3 separate regions of the Sus scrofa genome follow, and regions 2 and 3 are each linked to region 1. A link is a contact called in public Hi-C and promoter capture Hi-C data. All regions are on one chromosome and are shown on one strand. Each heading gives the region's core, a stretch centred on a gene start, on an enhancer-like site or on the middle of the called end of the contact. The rest is flanking DNA. Distances are from core to core; before and after follow the strand shown. Region 1 holds the start of PITRM1 (presequence protease, mitochondrial). Region 2 has its middle 15 kb from the start of AKR1CL1. Region 3 holds the start of AKR1E2 (aldo-keto reductase family 1 member E2).

Evidence for each region. Promoter capture Hi-C pulls out the DNA fragments that hold promoters and counts their contacts. A called contact is a pair of places that touch in the nucleus more often than the background predicts.
Region 2: a contact with region 1 is called in a Hi-C map of mesenteric adipose tissue, with 1.7 times the contacts expected there. The contact joins the enhancer-like site here to the promoter of PITRM1 in region 1. A contact is called at or near these places in 1 of 5 promoter capture datasets (fetal skeletal muscle), 6 of 47 Hi-C or Micro-C datasets (embryonic fibroblasts, mesenteric adipose tissue, omental adipose tissue and 3 more) and 1 of 2 datasets of contacts at active chromatin or transcription factors (alveolar macrophages).
Region 3: a promoter capture Hi-C map of fetal skeletal muscle shows a contact between it and region 1, with 12 times the contacts expected there. The contact joins the promoter of AKR1E2 here to the promoter of PITRM1 in region 1. A contact is called at or near these places in 4 of 5 promoter capture datasets (fetal liver, fetal skeletal muscle and liver), 2 of 47 Hi-C or Micro-C datasets (embryonic fibroblasts and liver) and 1 of 2 datasets of contacts at active chromatin or transcription factors (alveolar macrophages).

What each region holds. Positions count from the first base shown.
Region 1 is chr10:66,994,971-66,999,343 of Sscrofa11.1, forward strand. PITRM1 (presequence protease, mitochondrial) reads left to right here and starts at 1,949. Exons shown (of 27, transcript XM_021065061.1): 1 at 1,949-2,091. The coding sequence starts at 1,955. It overlaps LOC102159626 (a long non-coding RNA gene), which reads right to left and starts at 1,792. Exons shown (of 4, transcript XR_002336448.1): 1 at 1,711-1,792; 2 at 877-1,103.
Region 2 is chr10:65,542,468-65,546,840 of Sscrofa11.1, forward strand. No RefSeq gene overlaps it. Among named protein-coding and RNA genes, the nearest start is that of AKR1CL1, 15 kb to the right of the region's middle. Within about 2 kb of position 2,029, at least 18 of the 83 cell types and tissues checked have an H3K27ac peak or open chromatin away from gene starts, as enhancers often do. A contact at or near this core is called in alveolar macrophages, mesenteric adipose tissue, omental adipose tissue and 2 more, where this site is marked.
Region 3 is chr10:65,691,463-65,695,835 of Sscrofa11.1, forward strand. It overlaps AKR1E2 (aldo-keto reductase family 1 member E2), which reads right to left and starts at 1,987. Exons shown (of 11, transcript NR_145511.1): 1 at 1,947-1,987.

The DNA of each region.
Region 1 (4,373 bases), core at 699-3,198:
CGTACTGTCTCACGGTTCTGGAGGCCAGAAGTCAGAGCTGACGCACAGGTTCGGCAGACTGGTTCATCCGGAGGCTGCGAAGGAGAAAGTGTTACTTCCTCCCCGCTTCTGGTGTTGCCGGCCACCCTTGGGCACCTTGGCTTCTGGGAGCACGGCCCCTTTCAGGCCTCCTTCTCCTGTGTGTGTGTGTCAATGGACCCACTACCCCCTTTTATAAGGACAGCAGTCCTACGGGATTAGGGGCCCATCCTGTGACCTCGTTTTTACTTGATTGCCTCGGTCAAGACTGAGTGAGGTCACATCTGTGGTTCTGGGGCTTAGGGCCCCTGCATCTTTTTGGGGAGACACAGTGCTACACATGGCACTCCCCATTCACCCCACTGCCTCCCTCAGTCCCCGCCAGAGTCTATTCTGACTCTTCTGACAACGTGCACTTGCTGATTTTACTCCTACGGCTTCAGGATAACACCGGAGAGGTTTTTGCAACATAGGCTATTGCATAGAGGACTTTTGATGTTTCTTTTCTACATTGCAGTGATCTGTGTTCATATAAATTCAGGTCACATATGAACATTAGTATTATGTCAGTTGCTCAAAATAATTATTTATGAATTCTGTGTGTGTCTGTGTGTAGGTCAGCCGTCAATGAGGTTTATCCTGTGGGAACATTCTACCAAGTGGCAATTACTGGATGTATATAGCATTTACTCTTCAGAGAGCAAAATGTTATAACCTCCCCTGCCTCCGCTTCCTGCGCAATCAAGCAGGGTTAATAACATCAAGATCACAGAGCTATTGTGGTGACTCAGTAACATTTATCACCCAAATTCTTACTGGAGGAAAGGTATGTTTGTGTCCATAGCTTCTTTTCATTACCTCGTCCTGGTTCATCCGGGTTCTCTCAATAAAGAGGTACGTGGTTAACTGCAGAATCCTCTTCATTCTGGAGAGCTTTTGTAGATATGGTGGCTTTTCCCTGCAGGATTACGCTCTGCATTGCTGCCAAAGCGTTTCTGCGCTCAGATGGATTGCACCTGTCTACTTACTGCTTTTTCTTTAGAGCCTGGAAGAAGGGGCAGGAAGCCTTGAGTCCCTTTACAGACCTCGGGGTGGGGAGAAAGGAGGGAGATGAGAGAAGGGAGGAGGTGAAGGCTCTGAGAAACTGAGGGCAAACTTGTGTCTTGCCTTCTCCCAAGTCCCTCGGATGCCGGGCCCAGGTGTGTTTAATCCCAAATGCCCCTGCAGGCCCACCTGCTCAAGTTCTGTCCACCTGAACCATTCCCTGAGGTTTAAGAAGGGCATGGCGTGTAGTCCTTACAGACACGAAATGCAGGTGGGGGTGGGTGGCTCAGTGGGCCCGCACAACTGTGCGGGGCACGAGACCTGTCCTGCCGTTTACTGGGGACGTTCTGTTTGGGACCATTCATGAGAGCATGGCATCATGGAATCGTGATTCTAAAGCCATGCGATGCAGTCGTCGGACCTTATCCAAGAAGCCACACAGCCCAGGGCTAAAGCACCTGGCTGGAGCCTGAAGCTGGACGTCCTTCTCAAGTCACTGCAGGAACCCGCCGACGGAAGCGTGAGCACGCAGAGGTGTAGGCACACAACCTCCATCCTGGAGACCAGTGCCTACCCGTGGCCATAGGACCACACAACTCACCTGGCTCAGCTTAAGTCCGCCCCTCCCCTGCAGCTGCCCGCCCTCACCTGGGCAGGCCCGGCCCTCGTCTTCACAGGCCCACCTCTCCCCGCGCAGCCCCGGCCCTCGCCGTGCGGGGCTGTCTCTTCCCTGAGCAGGCCCGCCCCCCCCTAGGCCCCGCCCCTCTCCGCCGGGCCCTGGGCCCCGCCCCTCTGTCGCCGGCCGGCCCCCAGGGTCCCGCCCCGCCGCCGCGGGGGCCCGCCCCTTTCCTCGCCAGCCTATTGGAGAGGGCGTCCCCCTGAGCACGGACCAATGGGGTGGCGGCCGGCGCGTCCCGCCCCAGGCCGTGCGTCGGGATCAGCGGGGTCGCGGCGGCCGCCGTGCTGGTCCTCGGCCATGTGGCGCAGCGGCTGGAGGGCGAGGGGCGCGCTGCGGGGCCTCGGCGGCCGGTGCGACGCGGTGGCGGTGGCGGCGGGGGTGTGGGGAGGCGCAGGAAGTCGCCCGGAGGGAGGGACGCCGGCGGGCGGGCGGCGGAGGCTCCTGGGTTAGGGCCCTGTTCTGGGTCTCCTGCCCCCTGAAACCCCTCCCCTGGGGGCTCCTGCCCCGGAGCACCCCAGCAGGGCCTGGGCGGGGGGCTCCTGCCCCGGAGCCCCCCAGCAGGGCCTGGGCGGGGGGCTCCTGCCCCGGAGCCCCCCAGCAGGGCCTGGGCGGGGGGCTCCTGCCCCGGAGCCCCCCAGCAGGGCCTGGGGGGGGGCTCCTGCCCCGGAGCCCCCCAGCAGGGCCTGGGGGGGGGCTCCTGCCCCGGAGCCCCCCAGCAGGGCCTGGGGGGGGGCTCCTGCCCCGGAGCCCCCCAGCAGGGCCTGGGTGGGGGGCTCCTTTAGCCCCTCAGGGTGGCAGAGCGGCCCCTCTGCCGCGGCCGCCCCAGCCCAGTCCCGGTAGCTCCCCCAAAGGGAAGGGTGCCCTGTCGGCTTAGGGTTGGGTGGTGCAGCCAGGGAACCCTGGGGTAAAGCCCTAGAAGACCTGGCCTGACCCCCTCTGCCTCCAGGTCCTCAGGCGACCCCAGAGCGGGTGGCCCTGCCCGCAGGTTGTCGGGGCTTTTGAGGGACTGTCATTGATGAGGATTTTAATGCGAGGAGTAAAAGGAACCGGTAGTTTTGGGTCTGAAGAGTCGTTTGCTCCCATTTCCCTGTAGTTGGGGGGCGGGGGCGAGGAGGCCTGAGGCTTCTGCACCTGCACTTAACCTGCATTTTTGGTGGGAGTGGAGCCTCTGGGAATGGAACTTCTCGTTTAATGACTAGGTCTATGGGAAAAGAATGCACTTAATTTCGAACTATGAATGAGCGTCCTTCCCTTTGAGTTTGTAAAAAGTCGTGACATTTTACTTTTGTTTTTTTTCTTTTTAATGGCACCTGAGGCTTATGGAAGTTCCTAGGCGGGGGGTCAAATTGGAGCCACAGCTGAGGGCCTACACCACAGCCACAGGCAGGCCGAATCAGAGATGTAGCTGTGATCTACGCCACAGCTCATGGCAACGCCGGATCCTTAACCCACTGAGTGAGGCCAGGGATGGAACCCACATCCCCATGGAGACAGTTTTGGGGCCTTAACCCTCTGAGCCACGACGGGAACTCCCACATTTCACTTTTTAAAGAAAGATGAATTGCTGGAGTTTCCACTGTGGCGCAGTGGGTGAAGAATCTGACTGTAGCAGCTTGTTGCTGTGGAGGTTCTAGTTTGACCCTGGCTCGGTGTGGTGGGTTAAAGGATCCGATGTGGCCACAGCTGCAGCTTGGATTCAATCCCTGGCCTGGGAACTTCCACATGTGTGGATGCAGCCTTAAAGAGGAAAAAAAAAAGGAAAGATAAATTGTTTAGTTTCATGCTAATTGTTTATTTCATGGTGGAGTTTATCTGGTGTTAGACCAGGGAAAGAAGTGATGGGGGAGGGGGTCAGGTTTGGGGGTGCCCTTTTGGTGTCTTTGGGTTAAAATCCTCTTTCCCGTAATTCTAGAGTTTGCTAAATCAGTGAGTGAAATATTGTGTTTTTATAGAATATCGCCATAATATTGCTTGTTTTCGAATGAATCGGTGTTTTCTGTGCATATTTTCTGTAAGTGGAATATTTTCTCAGTGTAGAATATTCCATGAAATGCATAATACAGTTGAGAGAAAAATTCCTTAAAAATAAATTGTGTCGCCATTACCCAGTTTAAGATTACCCCAACTCTTCCTCTCTTAAATGAAATCTCTCTTCTGGTTTACAGAAACCATTTCCTTGCTTTTCTTAGTATTTTTACCACCCGTACACATTCCTATTGTGTTACCTCTTAGTACCTACTCAGAGGCATACCGTGTCTTTTGTGTTTTGGGGGTTCAGCATCACGTGCCCACATCATTCTTAGGACTGAGTTTCTCAACTGAATAGTCCCTAATTTCTGGTTTCTCTGTTGTCCTTCTGGGCGAGGGGCTTGGGGCGCTCACGAGTGGTGTTCACGTTGTTAGGCATGTGTACTGGTGTGTGAGTGCAGGTGTGCGAGTCGTTTTTTTAAATACGTAAGGGAAAAATGGGTGTCATACTGTATTCCAGTTATACATGATATATGCAAATTAAAGGTTCTCAATATTTAATTAGTTGATCTGATGAGCCTTTAGCTGAATTGAGATAAAGTTGAAAGAACTTCAGTGGAAATTTTTAGGGAAGTGTTTGGAAGATGCAAGTTTTAAGTTTTTC
Region 2 (4,373 bases), core at 779-3,278, 1.5 Mb before region 1:
TGGTCTGGACGGTGGCCTTGGTCTGGACGGTGGCCTTGGTCTGGACGGTGGCCTTGGTCTGGACGTTGGCCTTGGTCTGGACGGTGGACTTGGTCTGGACGGTGGCCTTGGTCTGGATGGTGCTCTTGGTCTGGATGGTGGACTTGGTTTTGATGGTGCTCTTGGTCTGATGGTGGCCTTGGTCTTGGTGGTGCTCTTGCTCTAGATGACGCTCTTGGAGTGGGCCAAGAGACCTGGGTCTCCTCAGGTCTTGAGCGTGTCTCCTGATTATTCTTCCTTGGACTCCAGGTGGCTCTCTCCTTTCTGTAAGTCATGGATTGTGTATGGTCTGGGAGATGAGAAAACTCAGGATGCTGAATCAGCTAGATTTTTGGTGTCAAAGGGAAGCTCCATTGTCTGACGTCAGAGGGACTTTATTTTGGGGTGATCCTCCAGCAACTAGCACAAATTCTCTTGACATGGATTCTGAGTTAGCTCTGGGTGAAGAATGTGGGCTCCTAGACCAGCCCAAACTCTGTACCTTAGAAGAGCCAGATACTCTGTCTGTTGGGCTCCCTTGTCCAAGTACCTTACAACCAAAAGATAACAGAGCCAACTGCATCCAATTACTGATGTTTTTCTGTGGCATAATCCACAGCGTACTCCTTAGTCTTCCAGGCCATGGTCTGAGAAGTTTGCCTCTGGACCAGGGGCTTCAAGATCCAGCCATAACTACATCTACAGTTTTCATTTCTAAGACATTCGCTGTCATGTAAGCGCCAGGGAAGAACTTGAGGATATCATCCTGCAAAAGTGAATTTCAAAACTGTTAGGATGGTGGAGTGGAGAGGAACAGAGGCTGGAACAGTGAGATCACAAGCAGGTTTATGGATCAGCAGAGTGGCCGGGAGCACTGAGCAGAGAGCACTCAGGCTCACTGTTGGGCCAGGGCTTGTTGATAGTTGGGGTTTCATGTGATGGGTCACATAGTCTCAAGGAGAAAGGGACGGGGGCTCGGGGAAACAGGGGAGGAGGATTTAGGTCAGTAAGTGTGAATTTTAACAGTCTTTTTGGTTCTATTTATTCTGAGGTTTAACAGCTCCTTAAATTGTCTTGGTCCTGGGGCGGTCATTCGTGGCAGAGTCTGTTTCCTGTTTGTTTGCTCGGCTAAAATGGAGTCTGGAGGTTGGGTGGGATCTTGACACTATGGTTGTTTCACGTGCTGCATTTGGTCTTCTCCCTCCAGTTTATAGACACTGCCCAACAGAAACTCTTAGGCTTGTTTTTATGTGCATGTCCTTAAAACATTTAGGAGCAGCATTTTGCATACAGGAGGGACTCAGGAAATATTTGCTGCACTCAATTTTAGTTAGACAGCTTCCACAGCCCACCTTTGCCCATCCCAGCTTTGGTTCAAGAATGCTAGAGACCTTTTGAATTTTGGGAGCAAGCACTAATGTATCTGGTTACACGTTCAATTCACTTTCTTACACTAACATAATCCGGTGCTCTGCCCCAACTCCATGGGGTCCAAAAGAAGACTCTATTTCACCAACAGGTAATGTTTACCTAAAATGTTAAACTGCTTAGAGAGGCTCTGTGGAAACTCTCCCTAAGGACCAGCACCCTCATTAAAGCATTCATGTTTGTTCACCAAGTGTTATCACTTAAGAATGTTTCTGTAGCAATTTAACTCCAACTCTCTCTTTCAAAAATATTGCTGAGTCACAATGAACAGAGGCCTTTGGTAGCAGGACGGCACTGCTGAAAGTACAAGCTGGTCTCGCCTGCTCATGCTCTGAGACACACCCTTTCTCTCCTTTGCTGCCACTGGATGGAAAGAAGCTCATGAGAGGAAAGCTGTCACTTTAAAAATTATTCTGTTCCTTCTCTTTTTCTTGCAGAGTTTCCACGGCTGGTGTCCGGCTTCCCAGGGGGCAGGGAGTGGGGCCCTTGACTGCGGCTCTGGGGGTACCCTTCTGTCTCTAAGGGGGGTCCTAGGCTGTGTCTGCACTGGCGTGGCAACCAGAGGAGATACGGGAAAATAATGCCTGGCAGTCCTGGAAGCAGCAGCCGTTACTCAGAAAAGGGCCCGAGGAAGTGGTGCACCGCCCCCAGAGATGTGTTTAGATAACGGGGGGCGGAAAGGGTGACCCCTCTGTCAGGGAGGCAGAGGCAAAGCTCTGTAGCCACAGCAAAAGGGCTGGTTAAGGAGAAAAGACTGGAAATCCTGTGTGTGTGTGACTCTGTGTGTGTGTGTGTGACTCTGTGTGTGTGACTGAGTGTGTGTGACTGTGTGTGTGTGAATGTATGTGTGTCTGTGACTGTGTGTGTGAGATTGAGTGTGTGCGACTGTGTGTGCGTGTGTGTGAGAGAAAGACACGAGTTGTGTTGAGCAAAAACATCATGGGCGCCATCCTTTCTTCTTGAAAAGAAAGGGAGCCTTTGCGCTGGGAGCGGGCTGAGGTCTGCAGCGGGCCGTTGGGTCCGAGGCCCCCCAGGCCCGGCTCTTCTCCGCAGGGCGGGTGGCCTGGGCCCCCGAGGCCGGCTCGGACGGAGGCCGCTGCCGGAGCCGGCTCGGCCCTGCGCTCGGTTAGGCCGCAGGGGCCGCGGGCCGCCTGGCTGACATGCGGGCCGCCAGCGGGAACCTTCCTCCACCGCGAGCGGCAGGTGCTGCGCGGCTCTGCAAACCCTCGTGGGGGGGGGGGGGCGGCGAGAGAAGAAACACCTGCCGTGGCAAGACCCACCTTTCGCTCCCTCGGGGCAACACGGTTCCTTCCACCGGGTCGGTCGGGGCCCAGCCCTTGCCGGGTCCCCAGAGCTCTGCCCTGGGGGAGCAGCTCCCGGGTCGGGGTGGGTCGTGCAGGAGAGCTGCCCGCCTCTTCTCCAGGTTCGGATTCAGAGTGGGCACCCTCCTGCTCTGCCCCCTTTCCTCTGGGCCTCTGGGACGGAGGCCGTTGCCCAGCCTGGAGGGTCTCTCCTGGGGGTGGTGGAAGGGTCTGGGGGGGGGGGCACTGCCTTGTACCATTTGCTCCTGATGGGAACGAGAAGACAGAGCTTGTGCCCCAGGTTTGTTTCTCCTTCGTGTGGGATTTTCCTTCCAGGGTCCCCTGATTGCAACAGAGAGGTTGAGGCTACAGAAGTGCCCCCCAATCCTCATTCTGCACCGCAGCTTGAACTCTCACATGTCCTTGTTTCAAAGAGGGTTGCTGTCATTTTAGAGCCAGGGAAAGATTTGAGGCTATCGTCCTGCCAAAGCAAATCTCAAAACGCTTAGGCTTCTTCTTATGTGCACGACCTGAAAAAAATTAGGAGGAGTGTTTTGCATGAAAGAAAAACTCAGTAAATATTTGGTTAGCTTACTTCAAATTAGGACATCTAGTGAGCGCCACCTGGGCGAGTCCCAACTTTTTTTTTTTTGTCTTTTCTAGGGCCACTCCCGCAGCATACGGAGGTTCCCAGGCTAGGGGTCTAATCAGAGCTGTAGCCACCGGCCTACGCCAGAGCCACAGCAATGCGGGATCCAAGCCACGTCTGCGACCTACACCACAGGTCATGGCAACGCCGAGTCCTTAACCCACTGAACAAGGCCAAGGATCAAACCCGAAACCTCATGGTTCCTAGTCGGATTAGTTAATCACTGAGCCATGAAGGGAACTCCGAGTCCCAACTTTGGCAAAGGTGAATGTCATAAAAGTGAAAGAAGTTTTGCATTTGCCCAGGGGTAAGTTTCCACATCTTCCAGTTATCCCACTCAGGCCTCTCACACCAACATGCCCTTTGGGTGTTCTGGCTTTATCTGCATGGAGTAGGAAAGAAGGCTGCATTTCCCCAACACCCGGTGTGGACCCTGCGCTGGGACCGCCTGGGTGATTGACAAAGGACGGCTGGACACAGAGCCCCGCCTCCTCACCCCAGGGCTGACAGCTGCGGGCTGTGACCTGGCTTCCCTGAGTGCTGGCTTCTGTCTGGACCTGGTATTGGTCCAACCTGGGTTGACAAGAGACTGGAAATGGAGGGAGGTGTTGAGTGCCTCCCCCCTTTTTTGGATACAGCTGCAGCGTGGTCTTTTCAGTAGCTCAAGCTCTTACCCATTGGGCACAATGTGGCAGCATCTTCTGCCAGGGGACAACTGCTCCAGCTCTGTCCCGAGTATCTGTTCTCTTCTTTGTTTCTCTCTTTTCTTTCTCTCTCCCTTCCTTTCTTTCTTTCTTTCTTTCTTTCTTTCTTTCTTTCTTTCTTTCTTTCTTTCTTTCTTTCTTTCCTTCCTTCCTTCCTTCCTTCCTTCCTTCCTTCCTTCCTTCCTTCCTTTTTTCTTTTTCTTTCTTTCTTCTTTGCTTTTTAGGGCTGCACTTCTGGCATATGGAGGTTCCCAAGTGAAGGGTCTAATCGGA
Region 3 (4,373 bases), core at 737-3,236, 1.3 Mb before region 1:
ATTACAAGGGAAGAGAAAATGAAAATAAGAATGAGTATCAACAATGGGTAGGGAAAATCGACAAGGCCAGAGGTTAGTTCTTTGAAACCCCTTAATAAAGGAGACAAACTTTTTTTTTTTGGGGGGTGCACACCCAAGGCATATGGAAGTTCCCCAGGCCAGGGAGGGAATCCTAGCTGCATTTGCGCCCTACAACACTGCAGCTGCAGAAACACCAGATCCTTAACCCAGTGCACCAGGCTGGGGATCAAACCTGCAACACCACAGAGACAACGCTGGATTTAACCTGATGCCAACCCACAGCAGGAATTCCCAAGGAGACAAACTTTTGACAAGACTGAGAAGACTGATTGTTTTAAATGACGTGAAAGAACATCCAATGCTTTCACTGACATGTGGAATCTGAAGAAAGGACAGACGGACGGAACTTCTTTGCAAAACAGATGCTGACTCACAGACATTGAAAAACTTATGGTCTCTGGAGGAGACAGTTTGGGGGGTGGGGGGATGTGCCTGGACTGTGGGATGGAAATCCTGTGAAATCAGATTGTTATGATCATTATACAACTACAGATGTGATCAATTCATTTGAGTAATAAAAAAAATGGAAGAAGGAAAAAATAAATAAGTAAATAAATGACATGAAAGAAAAGCAGTACATGTAGATTAAAAAAAAGAGAGAGAGATTTAACATCTAAGAACCTGGGAGTTCCCGTTGTGGCTCAGTGGGTTAAGGACCCGATGTTGTCTCTGTGAGGATGCTGGTTTGATCCCTGGTCTTGTTCAGTGGGTTAAGAATTTGGTGCTGTCACAAGCAGCTATGGCGTAGCCCAGCTGCAGCTCTGATCTGACCCCTAGGCTGGGAACTTCCATACGTCTCAGGTGCGGCTGTAAAAAGAAAGAAATAAAATAAAATATAAGAAACTATTATCAATGACTAGAAGCTGATAATTTGGAATGAAATGGAAAAATTCCTAGAAAAACTTAAGAAGTAAAGTTCTATAATTGAACTGAACTGTCCTGTAATTATTTTTAAAATGAAGCAATTAAATACAACACACACATAGCTGCAAAAAAATTACAGGTTAGAATTCACCCCACTTTATAACAAAATCCTTCCAACAAAAGAAAAAGAGGAAATAATTCCAATTCATTCTGCCAAACCGCGATGAATTAAACCACATTCCTGACCTCTACGAGTTGATAAGTGAATAGAAGAAATAATTTGAATAATATTTTAACGAGCAAGGGTTGATCATTCTAATTCCTACCCATCCAATAACTTCCTATGTGACTTCTTAAATGAGTATCTTTTTATCAAAACCTAAGGGGTTTTCTGCATTTTTTTTAAAGCAAATAGGAAAGCCTTTTTAGTTAGTGCTGTGTCTAAAGTCCTGACAGCAATTAGAAAGTCCAAAGTAGAGAAAAAGGTCCAAAGTGCCTCCGCTATCAGGTTTTCACACCCAGAAGAAGGCAAAGTTTCAAAGTTTCTTTTCAAAATTAAGTTGGCGATGACAGCGTTTCCTTGTCTTTTTGAGACAGACATTTCTCCATCTCCCGGTTGTCTGCTGCTCTGATCTGTCAGGTAACTGCCAATCTTCCTGCCCAAATTCAAGCTGGACAACCTTTTCTTCTGGACTTTCCCAGACATTATTTCTGAATAATTATGATTGGGACTCAATATGAAATACCATAAGGACAACCCTCATTTTCAGAAAATCTGCTGCCTAAATATTCCATCTTTCAAACACAGCAAGAGCCCTCCCCCCCCGGGGGGGGGGGCAGGTGCGGGCGACCAGCTGGTCCTGTGGAGGCTGCGGCAGGCGTCTCCTCCGAGGGGTCCAGGCGGGTGCCCCCACCCCAGGTGGCCCCGCAGGTGCCCCCCGCCCACGTCAGCGCGCGCCAAGGAAAGGCGCCGCCCCTCCCGGACGGCGAGGCTGCCTCACCTGCCAGGTGCCCAGGCCCAGGACAGGTATCTTCTCCATTGTTCAGATCAGGTCTGGGGCTGCCGCGCGACTCCAGAGGGACGCCACCTAAGGGGACAGCCAGTTTAGGGGGCGGCACCGTGGCGGACACAGGTGGCCTGATTGGCTGACTGGCGGAGGTAGCTGGTTAGTGGGCGGGGCACTCAGGCAGTGGCCACGCCCACGAGCGCAGAGGCCGCTGGTTGGGCGTCCGGGAGTGGTTGTGCGCACGCGCCGGCACCGGCGCGGGGCATCGGGACCTCGGCAGGAGCCGACCCACCGCCCGTCTTCTAGCAACTCTCCAGCGGCTCTCTGCTTCCGGACTTGAAGATGCCGGCTGCTGAGCAGGGATCCGGAGGTCCCAGGGTCGTCTGGGCCAGGGCAGTCCCAGGGCAGCGGGAAGAGGACAGGATCTGGGGCCTTGTGTCCACCAATGAGTGCCTTGGAGGAGGGTAAGCCCCCGACAGTCCTGCTCCCATGGCGACACTCCTACTCCACCCTCCCAAGAGATAGGAGGGAAGGCCTGCTTCCTCCTCCACAAATTGATGTGTTGGGTCGGACCCCGAGAGTCTCACAGGCTCGTAGAAGAGTTTTTGGCCTTGGTTCTCCATTGGTGACTTGCCAAAATAAATACATGCAGGATGCGAGGTCCCCTGACACCCCCACCCCTAGAGCCCACAGGGACCTCACTGACTTGATGACCCTGCAAGGATGTGTTTTAATTTCTGTTTCCTGCCCGGCGCCGCAGTGCTGGCGCTGACCAGCAGAGGGCGGTTGTGCCCATTGTCGTCAACGGAGTAACTGGCTCTGGAAAGGACACCCAGGGTCATTCTGGGTGTCCCCCTGCCTCCTCTTATTATTAGCCTCCATCTCCACAGAATGAGCTGCTCGGAGGGTGGAAGGGGCCCCGAGATCCTTTTATTATTCATTCATCAATTGTGCTCTCAGCACTCACCCCGAGTTGGGGTCTTGTGAAGTCTGTGGGTGGGGCTGAAAGGCCCCACGTGGTCCCTGCCCCGCCCAGGAACTCAGAGACCCTACAGGGAGGTGGACCAAAGCAGAAAAGCAAATCCGTGCGCAAGAGGAGAGCACGTGCTCTAGGGAAATAAATTGGGAGCGGGAAAGAGGGCCAGGAGCTCCTGGTGACCAGAACGACCAGAGGCGCCAGCCCTGGGCACATCTGCCAGCGGCGTGGGGCCCAGAGGTGCAGAGGAGAATTTGGCCCGGGAAGGAGGTAGGACAAGAGCCGGCCTGGGTGACTAGAGCCCGCGCGCGTGGGGAGGAGGGAGGGGAGAGGGCAGGGTCAGATCCTCAGCCTGAAAGGAAGTACTAGCAAGTCTGTTGCCCTGTGACAGCATCATGCTAACTCAGTGGCTTTCAAGAACAAGCATTACAAGAATAAGCATCTCAGTTTCTGTGACCAGCCTCCAGGCTCTGCTCAGCTGGGAGCCTCTGCCCCTCGGTCTCCAGGGCACTGGGCCCTGCTCCCAAAGCCACCCCCCCCCCTCCCGGTTGCCCACATGTTATTTGCAGGGTTCAGGTTGCCTGGAGGTCAGTTGCTGAGCCCTCTCTTGGTTCTTTGCAATGGTGGGCAGGGGGTACTCAGGACAGAGCAAGCAAGACAGGGTCACTGACTTTCTGTATGTCCTCTGAGGTGAGAGCCCATTACCTTTATCCTCTTCTGTTGGTTAGAAGCCAGTGTCTAAGTTGAACCCACCCTCTGGGGGAGGGATTACACGTGCCTGCGAACCCGGACACAGAGGGCCGCTTAGGGGAGCAAGATAAGGCCCTTGGGGGCCTGATTCTAAATGTGGGGGGTCCTTGGAGAGTTTCATGCGAGAGAAGGCGAGGAGCGAATTTCATTTCAGCCTCCCCAAGGGACAAACTAGGACACGAGGCCAAGAGGGGAGGTGTCTCTCAGGAGATCACGGCAGAACCGACGCCTGTTTTGAGCTGAATGCCAGCTACATTCCCATCCCTCCCTGGTTTGTAGCCTTCCACCTCTGAGTCTGTACATTGGTCACATGTGGCGTCACCCCTGGGGTCTCGTGGTCTTGACTGTTACAGGCCTAATGACGCCCGGAAGCAGAGGCTGGTGAGGTCCTCACTGTGCAGACCCCGCGTGTTGGGGGTGGGCAGCAGGCTGTGGGGCTTCAGGCTGGGGCCTTGCCCTCGAGTGGCCCGGGTCTCAATGGCCAGGAGTCGGGCTCCTCCCTCCCTCTGCCTCCACCAATCGGCTCCTCCCTGGCCGGTTGCACAACTGCTTTTCATATATTTGGGGGAAAATTCTTTATATATTGCTCTGACTTCACATAATGGCCATGAGTATTTTTTCACTTTCCTGCTGTTAACATACATTATTTCACTCGACCCCCCCCCCGCCCCCGGCCCTGGTCCACCCCTGCATGA